Regions from separate parts of the Mus musculus genome. Here regions 1, 2 and 3 are each linked to region 4. The links are chromatin contacts, called in public Hi-C and promoter capture Hi-C maps. All regions are on one chromosome and are shown on one strand. Each heading gives the region's core, a stretch centred on a gene start, on an enhancer-like site or on the middle of the called end of the contact. The rest is flanking DNA. Distances are from core to core; before and after follow the strand shown. Region 1 holds the start of Mcoln2 (mucolipin 2). Region 2 holds the start of Col24a1 (collagen, type XXIV, alpha 1). Region 3 overlaps Col24a1 (collagen, type XXIV, alpha 1). Region 4 holds the start of Ccn1 (cellular communication network factor 1).

Region 1 (3,104 bases), core at 122-2,621, 500 kb after region 4:
AAATGTCTGTGAACACATACACTCTCTCTCTCTCTCTCTCTCTCTCTCTCTCTCTCTCTCTCTCTCTCGTGTGTGTGTGTGTGTGTGTGTGTGTGTGTGTGTGTGTGTGTACCCCACACATAGGTATCACTCATGACTTGCAGAGACCAGAGGACTTGCTGGAATGGATTCTCTCTGTCCACCCCATGATTCTGGGGTCAAACCCAGGACTGGCTACACTGGGGGGAGGGGGCAGTGTACAGAATCCTGAGCATGAAGGTACGGTGGGCACTGTGACTTTTCAGACAGACTTTCTCAGACTTTCCATACCCAGTAAGCGTATTTCCTAAAAGAAATTTGGAAAAACAAAAACAAACAAAACTCAAGCATTTTTACCCAGTAGTTTTTGGAAAGTGACTTTTTAAAACAGAGTAGATTTGGAAGGGTGGGGGTGGGGCAGAATATTCCTCAACACCAACAGCCCTTGTGAGGTGCAGACAGGAGGACCAGGTTCAAGGCCAGCGTCAGCTTCATAGCAAGTTGGAGGCCAGTCTCAGTTATATGAGGTTGTCTCAAAAAGCAAAAAACAAAACAAAACAAAAAACAAAAACCTTACACAAAGGGTCCAAAAGGCTCTGTCCAGCTCTTTCTACATAATCCTCTACAAACTGTCCTTTGCCCTAGCTAAACATGGGGACCTTTCGAACACTTCCTAACGCACATAGCCTGGAAACTTAGGGGTTTAGTTAGCTCCACTGCATGGTGACGACAGGAGCCTCTGAGCCGGTTCTGTCCAAAAGGCCCTGCTAGCTTCAGGTTGGGTACTGTAGCCAGGTTCATAGAAACCAATTGTCTTGAAGCCCCTGCTTTCAGGCAACAAGGGGGAAGGGCATAGAGGCCGCTGGGGTGGGCTACTCTGGGCTACTCAGGGGTCAAGCAGACTGGCTGCAGAAAGCTGACTTGGTGGCTGAGGCTGGGGTCTTGCTTTCCACATGCTTGCCCTGTCATCCTAACTACTTGTTAGGGAGTTATCAGAATAAAGACTCCTTAGTGAAGAAACCCATCCCCACGAACTTATTGATTCCAAGAGGGAGGAGCATCCGGTAGAACTCAGTACCAACACTTTACTTGTCCAAAATCCCAGCGTTGGTAGCACGTGCTTGTTGTAATCTTAGTACTCAGGAGGCTGAGGCCGGAGGATTGCTCTGGTTGCCAGTGTGGGCCACATGGTGAGCTCAAAAGAAATGCAATGAACTTTTGAAGGAGTCAGAGGTCTGGGGGCGGGGGTGGGGTGGTGGGGTGGGGAATGGGGCGGGAGGGAGGAGGTCAGGACGGCCAGGGGGGCGGGGTGGACGACGGGCGGCCTCATAGCAGGCTTTCCGGACGACTTCCCTTTATAAGGGCGTCCACTCCACCTGCATCTCGCAGACACCCGTAGGCGGAGCCGGGTGTGGGGACCGTGGGGACTGAGGGAATTTGGGGTCACGTCATGCCCGGAGACGAGGAGACGCTGGACCTGCCTGCGTGGAACCGCGTCCCGGACCTGACTTGGGGTCCCCACCACAGGTGGGTACTCCCCCAGTGGACCATGTCTGGTGGTCGTCTGGATTCCAGCGTCCCCTCCTGGAATATCTCCCGCCGAGAAGGTGTCCCTGAGCTCACACGTGGACCCCATTCTGCCTCGCGTCCGGGCTCTCCGCTACGTAGCAAAAGTCCTTCGTGACAGCGCCCTGGGTCGCCCAGCGCTGAAGGAAGTCAGCGGCCGAGGGTGGGGACGCGGGGGGCGTGGCGGGAGGACAGGGCCACGCGTAGCGACCAGGGTGCACACAGCCGCTTTTCCGCAAAGTCCCGGGGCTGAGATCAGAGCGCTGACTGGAAGGGTAAGAGGCTTTGGTCCCCTAAGGCTTTCATTTGGGGGCCACTGAACCTCTGGGCGGGGAATGGGTCTAGCTCCTTCAGTCCCGGGAGCCCTGGAAAGTTCTGAAGGAGGATGGCTGGCCCTGAAACTGACGGTTTTCCCAGGCAAGAGACCCGGAGAGACAGAGAGGGATCAGATGTTTTATGACTTTTGTTTTTTGGTGTGTATGTGTGTGTGTGTGTGTGTGTGTGTGTGTGTGTTTCTTTCCTGGTGACAGGACTCTGAAAAGATCCTGGTTTGCTCTACCTTAGAGTTCTTGCTACCCCGGGCAAACTAATGCTAACTGCTTGCACTCGGTTAAAAATGAGGCTGATTGTTTGCCTTCCGGAACAAACCGACTTTTTCTTAGGTGGGAGGGTTGCGGTGTGGTCAACCCTGGTTTCCCCAGCTCTATGAAAAGGCGTTCAGTGAAGCCAGGTGGCTCTGCCAAGCGGCCTCTCCTGAGTTTGAATGTCTGCAGCAGCGCAATTGAGCCGGGGAGGTGAGGACAAAGTGGCCTTTGGCTCCTGCTTGCTGCTCTTAAAACAAATAGTGGCGGGCTGTTAAAGTTTTCTAAGGGAGCAGGGAGCGGCCTCTCCTTCCTAGCAGGATGTTCTTGAAGCCAGCAAGGAAACTGAGCCATAGGGAAGTTAGTCTATGATGGCTACCTGAATGGATGCTTTTCTGCAAGGGTGGCATAGACTTCTCAGACCTTCAAAAGACCGGTTTTGAACTATAAAACCATGTTGGTGGGGCTACAGAGGTGTGTTCTTTTCTTTTGTTTTTGTTTTTTTCGAGACAGGGTTTCTCTGTGTAGCCCTGGCTGTCCTGGAACTCACTCTGTAGACCAGGCTGGCCTCGAACTCAGAAATCCCCCTGTCTCTGCCTCCCAAGTGCTGGGATTAAAGGCGCCCGGCCAGAGGTGTTTTCTTGCAAACTCAAAGAACACTGTTGGAGCCAGGTGACAGTACTTGGGACCTGTAATCCCAGTGCACAACAGGCAGGAGACAGGAGGACCCCCCCCCCCCAAAGTTCACTAGCCAGCCAGTCAGCCCTAATTTCAGAGCTCCAGGCCAGTGAGAGACACTGTCTCACAGGAGGTCTGTGTTGTTCCTGAAGATGACACCCACAGTTGTCCCCACATGCACAACACGTGTGCATGCATGTGCACGTACACGAATACACGCGCATCCACGAAAAGAAAACATTGGAGCAACTTTGAGAACGG
Region 2 (3,282 bases), core at 576-3,075, 360 kb before region 4:
TACTCGCTGGTCTGCGTGAACAGTGAGCTCTGATCTTTTGCCTCTACCCTGCCTCCTCCTCCACTCTGTCTAGAATTACTGATAGCCTAATGTTTTTGCATAAACATTTATTGATAAATAATTACATGAATGTAATTGTTTTCTTCCTTAAAGGGGTCTCATCTCTAAAAAAAAAATAGTGTTTATATTTAAGACTAATTGTTTCAAATTAGGTTCAAACTGTTACAAATCCATCACCTCTGTTATACACAGAATCTTGCATCTTCATAGCAACCACGGCAGAGTATTGTGTGTGATTTTCCTAACTCCTTGTCTTAAAACTTTTGTGAAAAAGAGGAAGGAGGGAGAAATGAGTAAGAAAGGAAAAAAGGGGATATTGGAAACTTGCACTGCATCCAAAGCCGGTCTGAACTGGTTTGAGTCTTATCAGTGTAATGATCTTAGGGGATTTAACTTCTTCCTGACTTAATTTCCTCCTTTGTATAATGGAGATAAAAGTCAATGGCTATTATAAAGGATTTATTTAGAGGATAAATGAAGTGTACATCTACCTAGGACAGTGCTGATACTGTATGATGCTCTTACATTTCAGTTGTTACACTGTGCTTTGAGTTCTGTCTCCTGTGGTTCTGCACATAGGTTTATAAGTTCGACTTTGATCTACATTTTCATAGTCTGTTCCTTGGAAACAGAATCCACTGTCAATGCATTGATGGGTGTACACACCTACTCTGCAGAGAAGTTTCTACAGGGAACTTGAGGCATGACAGAGAAAGGATCTATAAGAATGCCAATATTTTGTTACTTTTCTATCAATGAAGCATCATTGCAAAATCAACAGTTAGCAATTAAAGAGGAAGGCAGATCAAAGTCCAGTCCTAGAGAAAAAATATGGTATGAGAGTAATATCAGATTTTTGCATTGTTGGACTTTAACCTTCACTGTTGCCCCAAGGCGGGCTCCTGCTCAGCAAATGGAAAGACCATTAGCTGAGGATGCAGAGAGTAGAAACTGTAGAGAAAGGGTATTGTCACACACGGTCCTCCCTCAGTAGACACGTCACGTGGTTGTAGGTGCTAAAAGCATAACAGACAGCCAAAGAATAGATAGATGTGGGTCTCACTAAATTTACAAACATCAGTCAGAAAAATTAGATGAGAATATTTAGTGTTTTTATTATGAGCAAATTCATAAGCTCGACTTTCCAGTATTAAAAGACTGAAAATAGGAACTCAGACTGAAAGCCTGTCACAGCAATCAGAGGTGTAAGTTGTAAGGCTGTGTGATAGCAGGTCCTTGCATGAGTGCACAGTACGAATCTAGACTTGTAACAGAGTCAGGCCCAGGGACTAAGTGGAAAGGTGAATTACAGGAAAGTCACTAGAGATAGTATATGGGAAGGGCAGTTAATGGAGAAAGAGACAGGCAACAACAACGGAAGCCGGTCTGCTTCATTACTAAGACCACTGGGACCCCCCCCCCCCCAAGCAGGGAAAGGAATAAAAAATTAGCTGAGCTCAGGAGGATCCCAGGTGTGAAGAAAGATAGTAAAGAAAAAGCCTGATGGATGGAGAGGCATGCAAGAGACACACATGAAATGAGAACCCACTGGTACAGGGAGAGAGAGGAAGGAGTGACCCCAAATCACCTACAGCTAGGAAGTGGGTACATCTCAAGGGGTGGCAAAAGGTCACTTGAGAGCTCAGGGTGCAGCTAGCCCAGCCTGACCCTGCTAGGTTGGTGGACCAGGGCAGCTGGGGGCAGCTCTGGGGTGGAAGAAGGTTGCGGGGCAGAGGGGGAGGTGTGCTCCGTGTTTAGTGACGTCATTGCAAGTCAGTGCGCGGTGAAATTTAACACCAGCCGGATTTACTAGGCTCCTCTTCTTCCAGGCGAAGCAGCCGGCAGTCAAGCGCCTGCAGTTGCCACCGGCCCCCTCGGCACCAACTTGATTTCCCAAGTGGGTGTGTGTGCTTGTTTGACAAATGTTTGGGCGCAGGCTGCTCCCAAGGACTTCCTCCCCTACTTTCATCTCCTTCTTCCCACCCCCACCTCCCACCCCGCCTTTCTCCTCCCAGGCCCAAAGCAGAGAGCTCTTCTGGAGTCACGGAGTCTCCTTTGAACCGCAAGTGAACTCCAGGGCTGCTCTGGAAACCTAGCTCTGGCTGTTGCCGCTGCTCCCAACTGCCTCAGGGTGAAGTCTCTCTCACCTCTGGTCCCCCCAGGGGAGAGCGACCCCGGCTGCAGTCAGGCAGGGAGCATCCTAGCTATCTTTCTCCCTGGGTGCTGCTTCCTACCCCCATACTGCTTCATCCCTTACCCCACCCTACACTCCGTTCTGCGGGTAGGAGCATGGTTCTCATGTGATTTTCCCCCTTTTCATGGACAGTACCTGCACCTTTAGCAGTTCGGAGCTGGCTTCTGTTTTCCGTTAGTGCTTTGCTGCAGGGACAAATGCATACAAATGCATTTAGGAGCCTACAGGACAAGGCATGGAAAGGTCTCCCCCACCACAGAAACGTAAGTAGCCCACCCGCCGCCCGAGGGGGGAGGAAGGGGCTTTAGACCAAACCCCCTCTCACCACCCACTGAATCCGCAGTGGAGCTGGAGATCTGTGCTCCTTGGTACCTTTTGGAGTAGGGAGCCTGCGAGCTGCCGTGGCATCCTCCTCCTCTTGACTTCTCAACTTGTAAAATACCGTGTTTGAAAGGAAGCAAGCTTCTGCCAGCGAGTCTCAGTTTATGCTAAAGCAATCCTGTGGCTGAGGAGGAAAAGCTTGCTGGCCTGTGTCCCAACATCCCCTCGGCCACTGCCCCAGGCGGTTGCAGAGCCGCTCTGACACCCGCCTGGGCTCTAACTCCAACTATCCTCTCACCCCCTCCCCTTTTCCTCTTTCAGTTTTGGCTGAAGTCCTACTTCCAGCTGTCTGGGGCACCCAGCCTGGATGACTGCTAGGACACCAGCAATCCTGTGGATTCCGCAAGCACAGGATTGGGGTTAAATTTAGGTGGTGAGAAAGGATGCCTATCTACAGAGCCCAGAAAGCCGGAGGATCTGAGGGGGTCACCTCTTTTAATTCTTTCTCTGTTTTTTTAGAAGACCAACAGACATAACTCTCGCATCTGGAGTTGTAGCTAGCCCTGACATACGTTCTGTCAGTGGAGAAGTAGTGCTCACAGCCAGGATAGGGTTGGAAGGCATGAAAGGGTAGGACGTGCAGGCAGACCTCTTTCCCCTGTAGATACCATACCTGTCCTTATCCCTACGCTGGGGAAAAGTGTGGG
Region 3 (3,151 bases), core at 394-2,893, 280 kb before region 4:
AGGGAGGGAGGGAGGGAGGGAGGGAGGGAGGGAGGGAGGGCGGGCTGAGGGCAGTGTGGACACATAGGCACAAAGCTAGTGTGAACAGAAACCCTTCAGTGCCCCCAAGTGCTCCCTCAAAGAGTAAAAACTGTAATGACAATGAACACATTTTATCTTCCCATTCTTTACCACTCAAGTACCTTCATTTGGACTGGATGGAACCATTGCCAAACTAGGAAGGCATTGGGCTTGGGGGAAAGTCAGAGCATTCCCCAAGTCTCTGCCTGGAAATTGTCTGGCCTGTGGTCCAGCAACCTTGTTAAATTATTAGTATCACTCATTGCAGCAGAGCGTGGCACAGAAAGAAAAGAAAAAGCATTCTGCAATGTTTATAATACAAAGTAACAAAAGAAAGTCACTTGTAAGTTCTGCTGTGAAAACCTTCCAGTTGCCATTTAGTCCAGGAGGAGCAGGAGCAGGCAAGGAGAGAAGCCTAGCCCTGGGAGGCCTGGGTGAATCTGACCTAAAGCTGTGGTAGCTAAGTCTGTGGAGGATCCCAAGCTAGAACCGAGCGGAAACACACACATGGACTAGACGCCTTCATATTGGTTTTTATTTGTTTATTTTTAAGATTGTATTTTTTTATTTACTGCATGTGCATGCAGGAGATGGGAAGTGCCCTCAGATGCCAGTAGAAAGGGTCAGATTTCCTGGAGCTGGAGTGACAGATGGTTATGGCTCTGTGGCTTGGGTGCTGGACTCAAACTCTTGTCTTCTAGGCTTTTAACCCTCCTCAAGTGCTCTTGACCTCTGAGCCATCTCCCCAGTTTGCTCCCTAAGTTTTATTATTTTAAAACTCCTTTTAGAACATTTTTGTAACCTTCATACCTGTATACATTCCCTCCCTCCAGCTCTTCCCTCACTCCCACCAAACATATTTCTTGTCTGCCTCCCAATTTCATAACCTGCTCCCACCCCCCCCCTCTCTCTCTGTGTGTGTGTGTGTGTGTGTGTGTGTGTATCTCTTTGTCTCTCTCTGTCTGGTTCCTCCTCCTCCTCCCTCCTCCTCCTCCTTCTTCTCCTCCTCTCAGTTTTAGCCCGCTAGGTCCAAGTAGCCCATATGCCCATGTGTGTGGGGTCATTCCCTAGGGCATGGGAAACCTAACACTGGACACCTTCCCTGCAAGAAAAGTGACTCTGTCCTTTAGCAGCCATCACCTGCCAAGGGCCTCTCAGCTGGGGTGGAAGTGAAAAAACCCCTCCTTCCTCAATGCTGAAACTTTCAACCACCTTGACCTTGTGCAGAACACAGCTACTATGAGCTCATGTGTGTAGCAGCCATGGCATGGCAGAGGCCAGCCATTCACAGCTCTACCCCATACAGCTATAGCACAGAGTAGCCGGGAGAACAGGGCTGATTTGTGAAAGTGCAGTGAGGTCTACTATTCTAGCACTGTTACCCACAGACAGCTTCTGTGCTCACTAACAGCACAAGCTCTGTGTCAATGTTTTAATGGCTAAAAGTTCTCTTAGCTTCCCATTTTCAATATTTCTCCATGTATCCTTGAATAATTTTTCCCATGTAAAGTTTAGTATCCATCTTATCTAGCTTCATTAAAAATACCATCCTTGTTTTTATTGGCTAGAGTCTGTGCTGATAGATTAAGGGAGTGTTGATATGATCACACTAGTGAGTCATCTTCTCGAGAACAATGCCTGTCTTTCTTTCATTTGCCCAAATCTCCTTTTCTACTTTTTTTTTGAGAAATATTACTTACAATTTTCCCACATGATAGTTTTGCATAGTTCTTTGTAAATTTGTTCCTATTTATTTATTTATTTATTTATTTATTTGGTTTTTCAAGACAGAGTTTCTCTGTGTAGCCCTGGCTGTCCTGGAACTCTGTGGATCTGGCTGGCCTCGAACTCTAAGATCTTAGAGTAGATCCACATGCTCTCTCTTCCAAGTGCTGGAATTAAAGATGTGCACCAACACCACACCTGGCTCCAGTGTTATATTTTTTTGTTGCAATTCTTGGTAGAGTTTCTCTACCTTTATGTTTGCTGGTGGGTTTTGCGTGTGCACATAAATAACATTGATTTCCCAGTGTTATTTTCAAGTTTGAGACTATAGTATTTTCTGAGTTAACTTTATCACATTTTCCTAGAGCTTTGCAGCTGTGCCCTCGTGTGACTTCCAAACTGACATTATTTGAGTTCTTCCCCGTGCTTCTTATGTCTCTGACTCAATTCTCATGGTAAATCATACCATGATGAAACTAATACAGTATCAGAGTTGGAAGTACATCCTCACCTGGCCCCTAAGTTCCCTGGAAAGGTAGTGATTTCTCCTGATGTGAGTGCAGGGGTCAGGAAGAAATTATGTATATATTTGAGTATGTTTTTTAAAAACAGTCAATGCCCTTTTGAAACGTTTTTAAAATTTGGAATAATTGCCACATTTATGACATATACATGCATATTGTCGAATGTGTTATGTCACTCAATACCGTACATCTTAAAGGTTTAGACAGATGCATCACTGTGGAATCATGAATAGTGTCACGACTTAAACCTCACCTGTAGTCTTCCTATGCATGCTGGAAACCATAGCAACTTTTGTATTGCTATGGATCACAACTGGATCTCCTCTCTCCAGCCTCCACTCTCCTCTTTATACTTGGTGGTATAGCCTAAAATGTCATAACTGAAGGACACACACCACGAGGCCCCTAAGTTCTCATCTGTGATCCATGTATTCCTTCCTGCCTTGTTGTGTAAAAGCCGTCTCCTTGCTCATAATTCTGTGAGTCTGTTAGGCATGCTTGTAGAATGACTTTTCTTTCTGTTTGTTCATATTTGGCCACAAGAAACCCGAAGAGTCCCAGGGGCAGCCATAACTTTAGATTTTCCAGGAACCTCATGGCGTTTCCTGACAAGAGAGACACATTTGAGTGCCATGACCTCAGACTCTGTAGGGTCTAGGGCTGTGTGACATGAAATATGAATCACAGTGTATCGTTGAGAATTACAGTAAATAAGACCAAGCCTCCCCCCAACCCCCTACTTCTTGGTCTCCTCAGAGTTTCCCTATCCAGGACAAGTGCCACGAGAAGGGTTTTTAATGAGTATACAACATGGCACTTGGTTTCACCTTTAAAAGGCTGCT
Region 4 (3,205 bases), core at 359-2,858:
AGGGTTGAAAAGAACTCGCGGTTCGGTGCCAAAGACTAGAAAGATAAAGGAAATGGAAGGCTTCTTAGATGCTTGCATACACACACTGGTTTCTACAAAGTTGCAGACCAAGAAAGCATTTCTGCACAGTGTCTTAAGGACTCTATATCCACTTACCAGGAAGCCTCTTCAGTGAGCTGCCTTTTCCAATTGCGATTAACTCATTGTTTCTCGTTAACTCCACCTCCGAGGCATCGAGTCCGAGGAGGTCATCCTGGTCGTCCAGGGAGTCCTTAATGCTGTCTTCATCACAAACCCACTCTTCACAGCACTGCCCGCTGACTTTCACCAGCCGGGGGTTGGGACAGCCCAGATTGGGGAGAGACAGTTCTTGGGGACACAGAGGAATGCAGCCCACGGCGCCATCAATACATGTGCACTGGTGTTTACAGTTGGGCTGGAAGCTTTCCCCGTTTTGGTAGATTCTGGAGTTATATTCACAGGGTCTGCCTTCTGACTGAGCTGCAAAGACGACCAAAAGAGAGAGAGGAGAAGGTTAAGATTCGCCGCCACAGGCTGAAACTCATACATATTTTCCGCTGTTCAATTCAATGTATGGTAAAGTTCCCTACAGTTCCCCCGAGACTCCAGAGCTGAACAATAAGTTAGTCAGGAATCACTTTTCCGTATGCGCTTTTCGTTGGGCCCAGACACTCTGAATTGCATTCCAGACTGCTGAAATCATGTGCCTTTCTGCCAAGCTACCATCAACAAAGCGTCCACCATACATGGTCTCAAAATTACTAAACTTCTGGACTATGGGGACTATTATTTTTTTTAAAGGGGCCAAACCACAAGCCTCTTACCTCTGCAGATCCCTTTCAGAGCGGTGGAGCTGGCGCCGAAATTGCATTCCAACCCCTTGGTGTGGTCGCAGGGCTGAGTTTTGCTGCAGTCCTCGTTGAGTTGTTTAGCGCAGACCTTACAGCAGCCGCAGCCGTCCCGGACCAACCCGACTCCCGGGGCGCACTTGGGTGCCTCCAGAGGGCAGTGGCAGGCGGCGGGGCAGGTGGAGAGCGCCTGCAAGAGGGAGAAGCGCGTGAGATTGCTTTGCATTGCTCGGGGAGGCACGTAAACTGCCCTGAGCCTAGGTCTGGCTGTGGGGCTCCGTCCACCAGAAGTGTCTCGATCGCGTCCCGGCAGCCTGACCACCCCAGCGGCTGCGTCCCAGGAAGAGGCCCCCTGGGCATAAAGCAACAGCTACCTCCGAACTTTTCAGTCTAACTTTCCCTGCGGTGAAAGATCATGGCCCGGGGAAAGGAATCGATGAGGGCAGACCGGGAAGCAGTGGTTAAAAAAAAAAATCCAACTCACCAGTCTGGTCAAGTGGAGAAGGGTGACGGCGACAGCGAGCGTCCTGAAGGTGCTGGAGCTCATTGTGGCGCGCAGGAGGAACCGGGGCGAGCGCGGCGACACAGAACCAACAAGCCGGCGAGCAGCGGGATCAAATGCGCCCGGAGTGCGGTGAGGCGAGGGCCGAGGCGGCGGGTGTCCTTCTCTCGAGGTGCTGGCGGAGGAGGCGCAGAGATTGCAGGCGCTTCTCTGGGGCGCTCTCGCTCACGGTCTGCCCCAGCGCCGGGAGCCCGCCCTTTATAATGCCTGCCTAGGCGCCGCGTGTTGCAGTGACGTAGCTCTGTCGGCGCGTTCTAGAATTCTCAAACATCTCAGGAATGTTGGTTGGCGCGGGCTGCTGCCAAGCACCTCCCCTGGCTCCGTTGCACCTTTTCCCCCCTCTTCTCAGATCCATCAGAGAGAAAAAAAAGTTCGTTTTTTTCCACTTTAAATAACAACTTCCTTTGGGGAGGGCGGGATGCTTGGGGCGCGAGGGTGATGATTTTGATTGAAGAGGGTATATGGGGGGGGGGGGCGTGGTGTATGTGTTGGTGTGAACCCTTCAGATCTTTGCCTAGACATGGGAGGGCGGGAGACAGAGGAACAAAAGTGGTTTTGTTTGGTGATGCCTACCGGGAAAGGCAGCGAGCTGTTTGCTTGTTTACAACCAAGGTGAGAGTAAAGTTATCTACTGAGAGTCCAAAGGGGAGGGGGAGTTGGTTTCTAAGCCAGGGATCTATTTGTGGACTTCAAAGAGGCATGCTCGGATCAAGTCCCAAAGCTTTGGCATGATGTTTATTAGCCAAGAGAAGTGTATTGCAAATTAATACCCGGAGTGGCATTTATGAATGGGGGGGGGGAGGGAAGCTTCCCTCTTCGCTGGCATATTTCCAGCCAGAGGTCTTCCCTCATCCCTCCCCCTTTTTTTTGGTATGTTGTACTTGTTTGTTTTTGGAGGTTCCCAGTTTTAGTTCCAGCCCACTGCCTGCATTGGAAATCCAAGAGGAAACGAGTGCAGAGTTCTCCCGGAGCCTGACGTCCACTTCCTCACGGATGCCGGAGGCCGGGTCAACCCTCCTGGCCTCTCTCCCTGGACTGGCGGCGGTGGAAACTGAGCAGCCAAAGCAGAAGCGGAGGAGACCACCGTGGAGTGACTTGTCCTGAAATCACCAGGTGCAAAAGCTACCGGGACAAAACAGATTCTAACAGGACCATTGTGCCCTGTGGATAGCTGGAAAAAAGACTCGGGGTGTTTGCAGACACCCTCCCCCACCGCCCCCTATGTGTCTCGCTGTGTGTATTTGTTTGCCCCCCCCCCGTGTGTGTGAGTGTGTGTGTGTGTGTGTGTGTGTGTGTGTGTGTGTCTGGGCCCGTCCATGTGTTTAACTCCTTTGTTTTGGATCACTTAGAAGCCTTCTTTTTCAAGGGTAGTGCAGTGGCTCCCTCCAAGTTCCGAGACATGAGGGATTTAGAAGGCAACACTGTAATAGAGGAAGTTGGGTTTTAAGATCTTATTAAACATACAACTGAAGACACCCCTCCCACACAAGACCCTATTTGGGGTTATTAATGCCATTCATAAACTGGGATAGCTTTTCTTCATTTTTAATATTTAGGGCCTCTCTGCCTTTGCAGCTTCGCGATCTTGCTTAAGAGAGCCTCCTGCGTTGCCTGTTCTATGAATGACTCCAGTGAGAAGGAGAGGCTGTTGCGCACACTCCAGTGAAGACAGCTGTTACTGGAAAGAGTTAAGTTCATTCATTCAAAAGCGCCCTTTCGTAAGTCCTGGAGGAATTTGCTAGAGGCGGTAGGTTCTCCAAGGCTTTCTGGGGGT

The links. Promoter capture Hi-C pulls out the DNA fragments that hold promoters and counts their contacts. A called contact is a pair of places that touch in the nucleus more often than the background predicts.
Region 1: a promoter capture Hi-C map of stem cell-derived epiblast-like cells shows a contact between it and region 4, with 4 times the contacts expected there. The contact joins the promoter of Mcoln2 here to the promoter of Ccn1 in region 4. A contact is called at or near these places in 5 of 39 promoter capture datasets (embryonic stem cells, hippocampal neurons, liver and 1 more).
Region 2: a Hi-C map of embryonic fibroblasts shows a contact between it and region 4, with 2.1 times the contacts expected there. The contact joins the promoter of Col24a1 here to the promoter of Ccn1 in region 4. A contact is called at or near these places in 3 of 39 promoter capture datasets (the 3T3-L1 cell line, cranial neural crest and maxillary cranial neural crest) and 2 of 484 Hi-C or Micro-C datasets (embryonic fibroblasts and palatal mesenchyme).
Region 3: a promoter capture Hi-C map of the 3T3-L1 cell line shows a contact between it and region 4, with 4 times the contacts expected there. The contact joins the enhancer-like site here to the promoter of Ccn1 in region 4. A contact is called at or near these places in 4 of 39 promoter capture datasets (the 3T3-L1 cell line, the C10 cell line and cranial neural crest) and 1 of 15 datasets of contacts at CTCF or cohesin (the NIH/3T3 cell line).

What each region holds. Positions count from the first base shown.
Region 1 is chr3:146,148,462-146,151,565 of GRCm38.p6, forward strand. Mcoln2 (mucolipin 2) reads left to right here and starts at 1,372. Exons shown (of 14, transcript NM_026656.5): 1 at 1,372-1,545. The coding sequence starts at 1,469.
Region 2 is chr3:145,290,647-145,293,928 of GRCm38.p6, forward strand. It overlaps Col24a1 (collagen, type XXIV, alpha 1), which reads left to right and starts at 1,826. Exons shown (of 60, transcript NM_027770.3): 1 at 1,826-2,517. The coding sequence starts at 2,462.
Region 3 is chr3:145,372,573-145,375,723 of GRCm38.p6, forward strand. The region is part of intron 19 of Col24a1 (collagen, type XXIV, alpha 1); the gene reads left to right. Among named protein-coding and RNA genes, the nearest start is that of Gm35133, 18 kb to the right of the region's middle. Within about 2 kb of position 1,644, at least 15 of the 459 cell types and tissues checked have an H3K27ac peak or open chromatin away from gene starts, as enhancers often do.
Region 4 is chr3:145,648,377-145,651,581 of GRCm38.p6, forward strand. Ccn1 (cellular communication network factor 1) reads right to left here and starts at 1,609. Exons shown (of 5, transcript NM_010516.2): 1 at 1,354-1,609; 2 at 846-1,059; 3 at 157-501; 4 at 1-35. The coding sequence starts at 1,416. Gm17501 (a long non-coding RNA gene) reads left to right here and starts at 1,701. Exons shown (of 3, transcript XR_003954574.1): 1 at 1,701-2,544; 2 at 3,007-3,205.